Regions from separate parts of the Pan troglodytes genome. Here region 1 is linked to region 2. The links are chromatin contacts, called in public capture Hi-C maps. All regions are on one chromosome and are shown on one strand. The core of a region is the stretch at or near the end of the contact, and the rest is flanking DNA. Distances in the headings are between cores, read along the strand shown.

The links. Capture Hi-C pulls out chosen DNA fragments and counts their contacts.
Region 1: a capture Hi-C map of stem cell-derived neural stem cells shows a contact between it and region 2, with 6 times the contacts expected there. The contact joins two enhancer-like sites. A contact is called at or near these places in 4 of 7 Hi-C or Micro-C datasets (blood, induced pluripotent stem cells and stem cell-derived neural progenitor cells) and 1 of 1 other capture datasets (stem cell-derived neural stem cells).

The regions. Positions count from the first base shown.
Region 1 is chr4:130,073,747-130,076,503 of NHGRI_mPanTro3-v2.0_pri, forward strand. It overlaps SLC22A4 (solute carrier family 22 member 4), which reads left to right. Exons shown (of 10, transcript XM_001163062.6): 2 at 1,986-2,089. Among named protein-coding and RNA genes, the nearest start is that of SLC22A4, 17 kb to the left of the region's middle. Within about 2 kb of position 1,330, at least 3 of the 24 cell types and tissues checked have an H3K27ac peak or open chromatin away from gene starts, as enhancers often do. A contact at or near this core is called in stem cell-derived neural stem cells, where this site is marked.
Region 2 is chr4:129,830,310-129,833,009 of NHGRI_mPanTro3-v2.0_pri, forward strand. No RefSeq gene overlaps it. Among named protein-coding and RNA genes, the nearest start is that of CSF2, 6.2 kb to the right of the region's middle. Within about 2 kb of position 1,357, at least 1 of the 24 cell types and tissues checked has an H3K27ac peak or open chromatin away from gene starts, as enhancers often do. A contact at or near this core is called in stem cell-derived neural stem cells, where this site is marked.

The sequences.
Region 1 (2,757 bases), core at 80-2,579, 240 kb after region 2:
GGTACAAGATTGGGTTCTGAGGCCCAAGTAGGTATCTATCATGCTCATTTACTTGCTATGACTTCAGACAAATCCCATTCTCACAGTCTCAGTTTAATCTTCTGCAAAATAGGTCACACCACATCATGAGGCTTTGGGCCTCAATTGCTCATCTCTCTAAGTCAGAAGCAGATCCCAAGCTTTTATCTGAAGCTTTGGACAGTTATTTTTGGAGGGAGATGGCCATGAATGCAGGCACACATCCTGTTTACCACTTCCGGTCTATGGACTGGCAGAACACATTAATCTGGCCATACAGTTTTAGAGGATTCATTTCCCTTTCTCCTGAAGCCCATGCAAGAGCCCCAGGTGAGGCAATCCTGCTCTGGGTACAGTCTGAGATTTATCCTTGGATTGTGCCTGAGCAGCAGAGCGCTAACTTCCTGGCCCAAGTTGTTTTTCTTCTGCAGAGCTGTGTTGGGCGTTGCCTGTGGCCAGCATTGTGAGCACTGTGACAGGTGGCCTCATGAATCTTGCTATTGTCTCTAGGTCAGGACTATTCTTGAGGACATTATCCTCAGCATCACAGAGTGGCTCCTTTGTGGAAGAAGTACATAGGAGACACTTCTTTCGGATCTCAGTATTCAGAACAACTGTGCTTCTGCGAATAAGCGGACTACTTCGGATACTGTAACCCTTCTGAGAGCTGAGCTGCTGGGATACGCAGAGCCAGTTTTGGAGCCCCGTCTGGCAAGCAGGCAGGCCCGTGGACAGGATAGTCTAGGGTCAGTCTTACCCCAGGCTTGGTTTTTGCAACTTCCCTCCTCTTTATTTTCCATTTGCCCCAATTCCCTTAGCTTTTTGTTTTACATTTTTCTCTTGTGTGTGTCTTTATAAACACCTCTGTCTGCTGCAGAATGAGGTGTGATATAAATATGCAAGTTTGTGCTTAAATCCACCACACTTTCAAGGGAGTTGTGAGGATTCAGAAGGAATTGTTTGGCAAATGCAGTAAAAGCAGCCCCATCCAAGATGGAGCTAGGGCTGGGTGGGAGGCAGGGGTCTTTCCTCCAGACTGGATCATCTCGCCACAGACAGCAGCCCCCAAAACCCAAGCCCAAAGTGCTCATTGGCATCTGTTTGTTTATTTGTTTTTAATAAATGAAAGGTCACTAAACACACTTTGAAATTTTTGTCACCTCCCTTGAGATGTTGCTTAATTGACTTAAGTCAAACTGAAACTCTGGCTGAAACTCATTTTGTAGATGCACTGGCAGGGACTTGTTAGGGCAGCAGCATCCCACAGGCCCTAGGGAATGGGAGGGACCACACTTCTGGAAAGACTGGATGGGAAGGAGGGTGTAGGGATGTAGGAGGGGAGCTAGGGAGCCCTGAGAGGAGTAAGTAGGCCCCAGAACGATGGGGCCCCGAATCAGGCCACAAGCTTGGCCTAGGCGTGAGTGGACCAGGGACCACATGATTTCTCAGAGGGGCCTGCTCAGAAAATAAAGTCACATAGCTCCTGGAACCACTTGCACTTTTCAACAAGGGAAAAGAAATTTTACGCCTGGACCAAGTGGCCATGCCCTCTGCCCTGCCCTTTGGGCTTTTCAAACACCTCCCCTCCGCACTAGGCTGGCTTCTGAAGATGCAGTGCCACCTTTACTTTGGACTGCCTCACAGCTGAGGGGTCACCAGTCACAGCCATGGCCTTGGCTGGCTTCTTGCTATGTAATGCGAGCAGAGTAGGAGCATCACCCTCCCTTTCCAAAGAGGATCCTGAGTTTCAGGGAGGGCAGTGACCTGCCCCAGGTTACTCTCCCCAGTCCCGGCACAGGCCAGTCAAACCCAGGCCTGCAAGGCCTATGCCCTTTGTACAAAGGCAATATCCTGGCCCAGGGGAGGAGAGTCTGCCCGCCAGCCGTGCTAATATTCCCTCAGAGCTGGGCTGGGATTGAGGTCTGCCTCAGGGTTGGGCTCACGCTTCATGCTGTCTTCCTTGGCAGTGGAATCTGGTGTGTGAGGACAACTGGAAGGTGCCCCTCACCACCTCCCTGTTCTTCGTAGGCGTGCTCCTCGGCTCCTTCGTGTCCGGGCAGCTGTCAGACAGGTAAGCACATGGGAGGGGAGGAAGGTGGGATGGTGCCCCTTGTCAATCACTGCCTATCTTGGGGCTGGACTGAATTCAGGGTATTTCTACCCAGAGAAAGGGAGGACCCTCAGGCCACTGATTCAGTGATAGGAGGAGCCCCAATGTCTCCTATTCACCCTGCCCTCAGTCCCCTTCACCTGGACACACTTTTGTTCCATTCTCCCAGCCTCATGCTCCCAGGGCTTTGGCCAGTGGTGGGGAGGGGCCACTGACCCCACTGGAAAGTGGGGTCCTCATACCACAGACTCCTTGACAAAACATGACGCTGCCATCACCACTGCCCTCCCTGCTCCACCACCACCTCAGGGGTAGGGGTGGATGGCACAGGATCTGTCTGCAAACAGCCAGCAGCCAGACAGTGAGCCCCAACTGTGCACACACTGCTGCTGTGGCTTGGACCCTGGGCTAGGCACTGGGGCCACAGAGCTGACGCTGGCTCTGAGCCTCATAGAGCTTACAGGCCTGAGAAGGCAGCATCACAGCACCGGGAGACAGTATTCCACAGGCCCCTGTATGTGCTGGGTGACCAGTGCAGGAAGGTGGGGGTACTAAATGGCAGTGCGGGGGAAAGCCTCCCAGCCCAAGCCAACAGCCAGAGACATGAGTTTGGAAAATGGGGCGGGAAA
Region 2 (2,700 bases), core at 107-2,606:
TGGGGGAGGAGGGCATGGAGGTCGAGAAGACAAGGTAAGCGGAGGCACAGGAGAGACTAAGCAGGGGAGAGGCCAGAGTGTGGCTGGGTGCCAAGTGTCCAAGGTGAAGGCTATGCCTATGTCACTGCTTTTGCCCCTGGAGCCCAGCCAGCCTGGGCCCCAGGCACCTCTGGGTCTTAGCTAGTCTCTTCTCCCCATTCCTCCTTCTCTGATCCCAGGCCAGCCCAGCCCAGACTGGCCGCTGTGGAGACGGTAAGACTGGACGACCGTGGCCTGAGGAGGGGTGGGGGGAGGGAGGCGGAAGGACAGGACGGAGCCATGGCAGACACTGTGTGTTTAACACCAACAAGAAGGAGCAAGGGCAGAGGGAGAGAGGTGCTGGAGGAAATAGGGGCTGGTCCAGCACAGGGGAATCCCTGGGCCCAGGAAGATGGGGGACCCATGGTGGGAGAGAGGGAGAGGAGGCAGAGGTGGTGTGGACCAGGGGTGGGGGCTAGGGGCCCAACTTTCCCCCTTGAAAGCCTCAGGTCAAGCTCAATGAGGTGGATCAGCAAAGTTGCTGCTGCCCTCCTGGACTGAGAAGGGACTCGAAGAATCCCCACAATGACCCAGGCACCCAGGCTGTGATTATCCCCATTACACAGACAGAGACTGAGGCAGAAAAATGAAGGTTATTTGAGTCCAGAGCCTCCGAATCCTTAAGCAACAGTGGTTCACTAATGCCCACTGAGGCCCAGGAATTCTTTTAAGTCTGACCCTGGATGTGCCTGGGGTCTCCCCTTGACTGGATCCAAGCCTCCCGTGTTAACTTCTGCCCTACAACCTCCTGGTTCCAGGCCCACAGTGAGCAGCGCAGCCTTAGCGCCTCAGCTCCACGCTTCTCACCTGACCACTCTCATATTGCCCAGTAAATGCCTCTACACGCCCATCTGTCCTGTCCTCCTACCTGGCACCCCCTCCCCACAACCAACACACACATTGGGGGCTTAGATCCAGGGAGGTGGTCCTCTGTGCTCCTCTTTGTCTCTGTCCCCATGCCTTAAGGAACTTCTGAGACAGACCCTGGCTCCCAGCTGTCCCCTGCCATGGCTGGTTGTCAAGGCCTCCTCCAGCTCCCACTCAGGCTCCCCAAAGACCCCAAGCTCAACTCCACCTCCAGCCATGGCTCATGAGTGACCCCTTCCCTTTCCCTTCCATGAGCCCTCCCTGCCCTGTGGGGTCCATGGAATCCTTCTGGTGTGAGGCCTCCTTCCCTCCTGCTCAGACTCATGAACACTTGACCCAGGGTGCTCCCGGGACCTGCTTCGGCAGAGGCTTGCCTGGTGCCTGCACTTGGAGACTCAGCCCTTTCCTGGAGGGAAAGTGGGCTGTGCTGGAGATCAGCGGGCAGCAAGGACAGCAGGCTGTGGGGATGGCGTGTGTGCCCTCAGGGGCCAAGTCAGGGTGTCAGGGAGGGAGGACAGCTGCGGGGAGGCAACGGAGGGCAGCAGGCGCCGGAGCAAAGGCCGAGCAGCAGAGCAGGGGTCTCCTTCACTGCCTCCCTTCGTGAGCACCAGCTGCGCACCTGCTCTGTGTCCTGATCCCATGGGCTGGGCCGAGGCCCTCCTGAGCATAAGGAATAAAAACACTGGGCAGCCGCCACTACCATTCAGAGAGCCTTGAATCAGGGAGGATGCCCCCATGCAGTGGGTCTGTGATCAACATGACTCCCCTGCTCTCCCAGGCTGATGGCCAGACTCAAGAGCTGCCCCTGGCAGCCTTGGACCACCTCCTCCCCACCAGGACAAGTGGAAAGACTGAGGAGGATGGTTCCCTGTCCTGGTGTTCCAAGCTGGCTCTTTCTGGAAAATCTGTATGGTTCAGCCACTTTGCCATCAGTCAGGCTCGAGCACCAGGATGCAGGTGGCGTTTGCCTCCTGGGGCTGGGGTGGGGAGGCTTTAGGGCCCCGGGGAGGGGTCTACACAGGCCCACTTCCCATGAGGGAAACCTAAATTTACACTCACCTCCAGGGCATGAGAAGGCTGGGAGGCTGGTCCGGACCCTGGTAACCATTCCCCTCTCTTTGATGGACAGCGAGACTGAGGCTAGATGGAGACACCTAGCAAGCCAAAACAGAAAACCAAAACAGAAACACCTTCCTGTGCAGATATCCAGTGCATCTCCCAACAGCCTGCAAAAGTAGTGCTGCATGCCCTGTGGGGTGAGCCAGCCGGGGCTCAGAAGGGGCAGGCCACAGGCCAAGGACATGCAGCGAGCTGTGCCTGCCCAAACAGGGCCTCAGGGAAAGTCTGAGGGACCCGTGAGGGATCCAGAACAGTCTCGGAGGAGGCTCATTCCAGAACCACTCGTCCTGCTGAGAGCAGAAAGCCCACATCTGCCACCTCAATTCTGACCCATCAGTTCCAGGGGGATGCAGGTGCGCGAGCCGGGCAAGGGCCTGGGAATTCCACCCGGCATCTTGACCCAGACTCTAGCTCCAGACATAGAGGGCAGGAACGGATGCCTGCAGGACTTCAGAAATTATACAGGCTTCTGGTCTCATGATTTCTCCTGTTTTTGATTTTTAATGCACCTCCCGATGGCTCTTCCCAAGAGGGCACACATAGGCAGTGGCCCCTCTGGGTGCCTGATGATCCTCCCAGCCAGAGATGAGGCTCAGAGCAGAGACTCAGGAGCAGGGGATGCATTTCTGGCCCTAG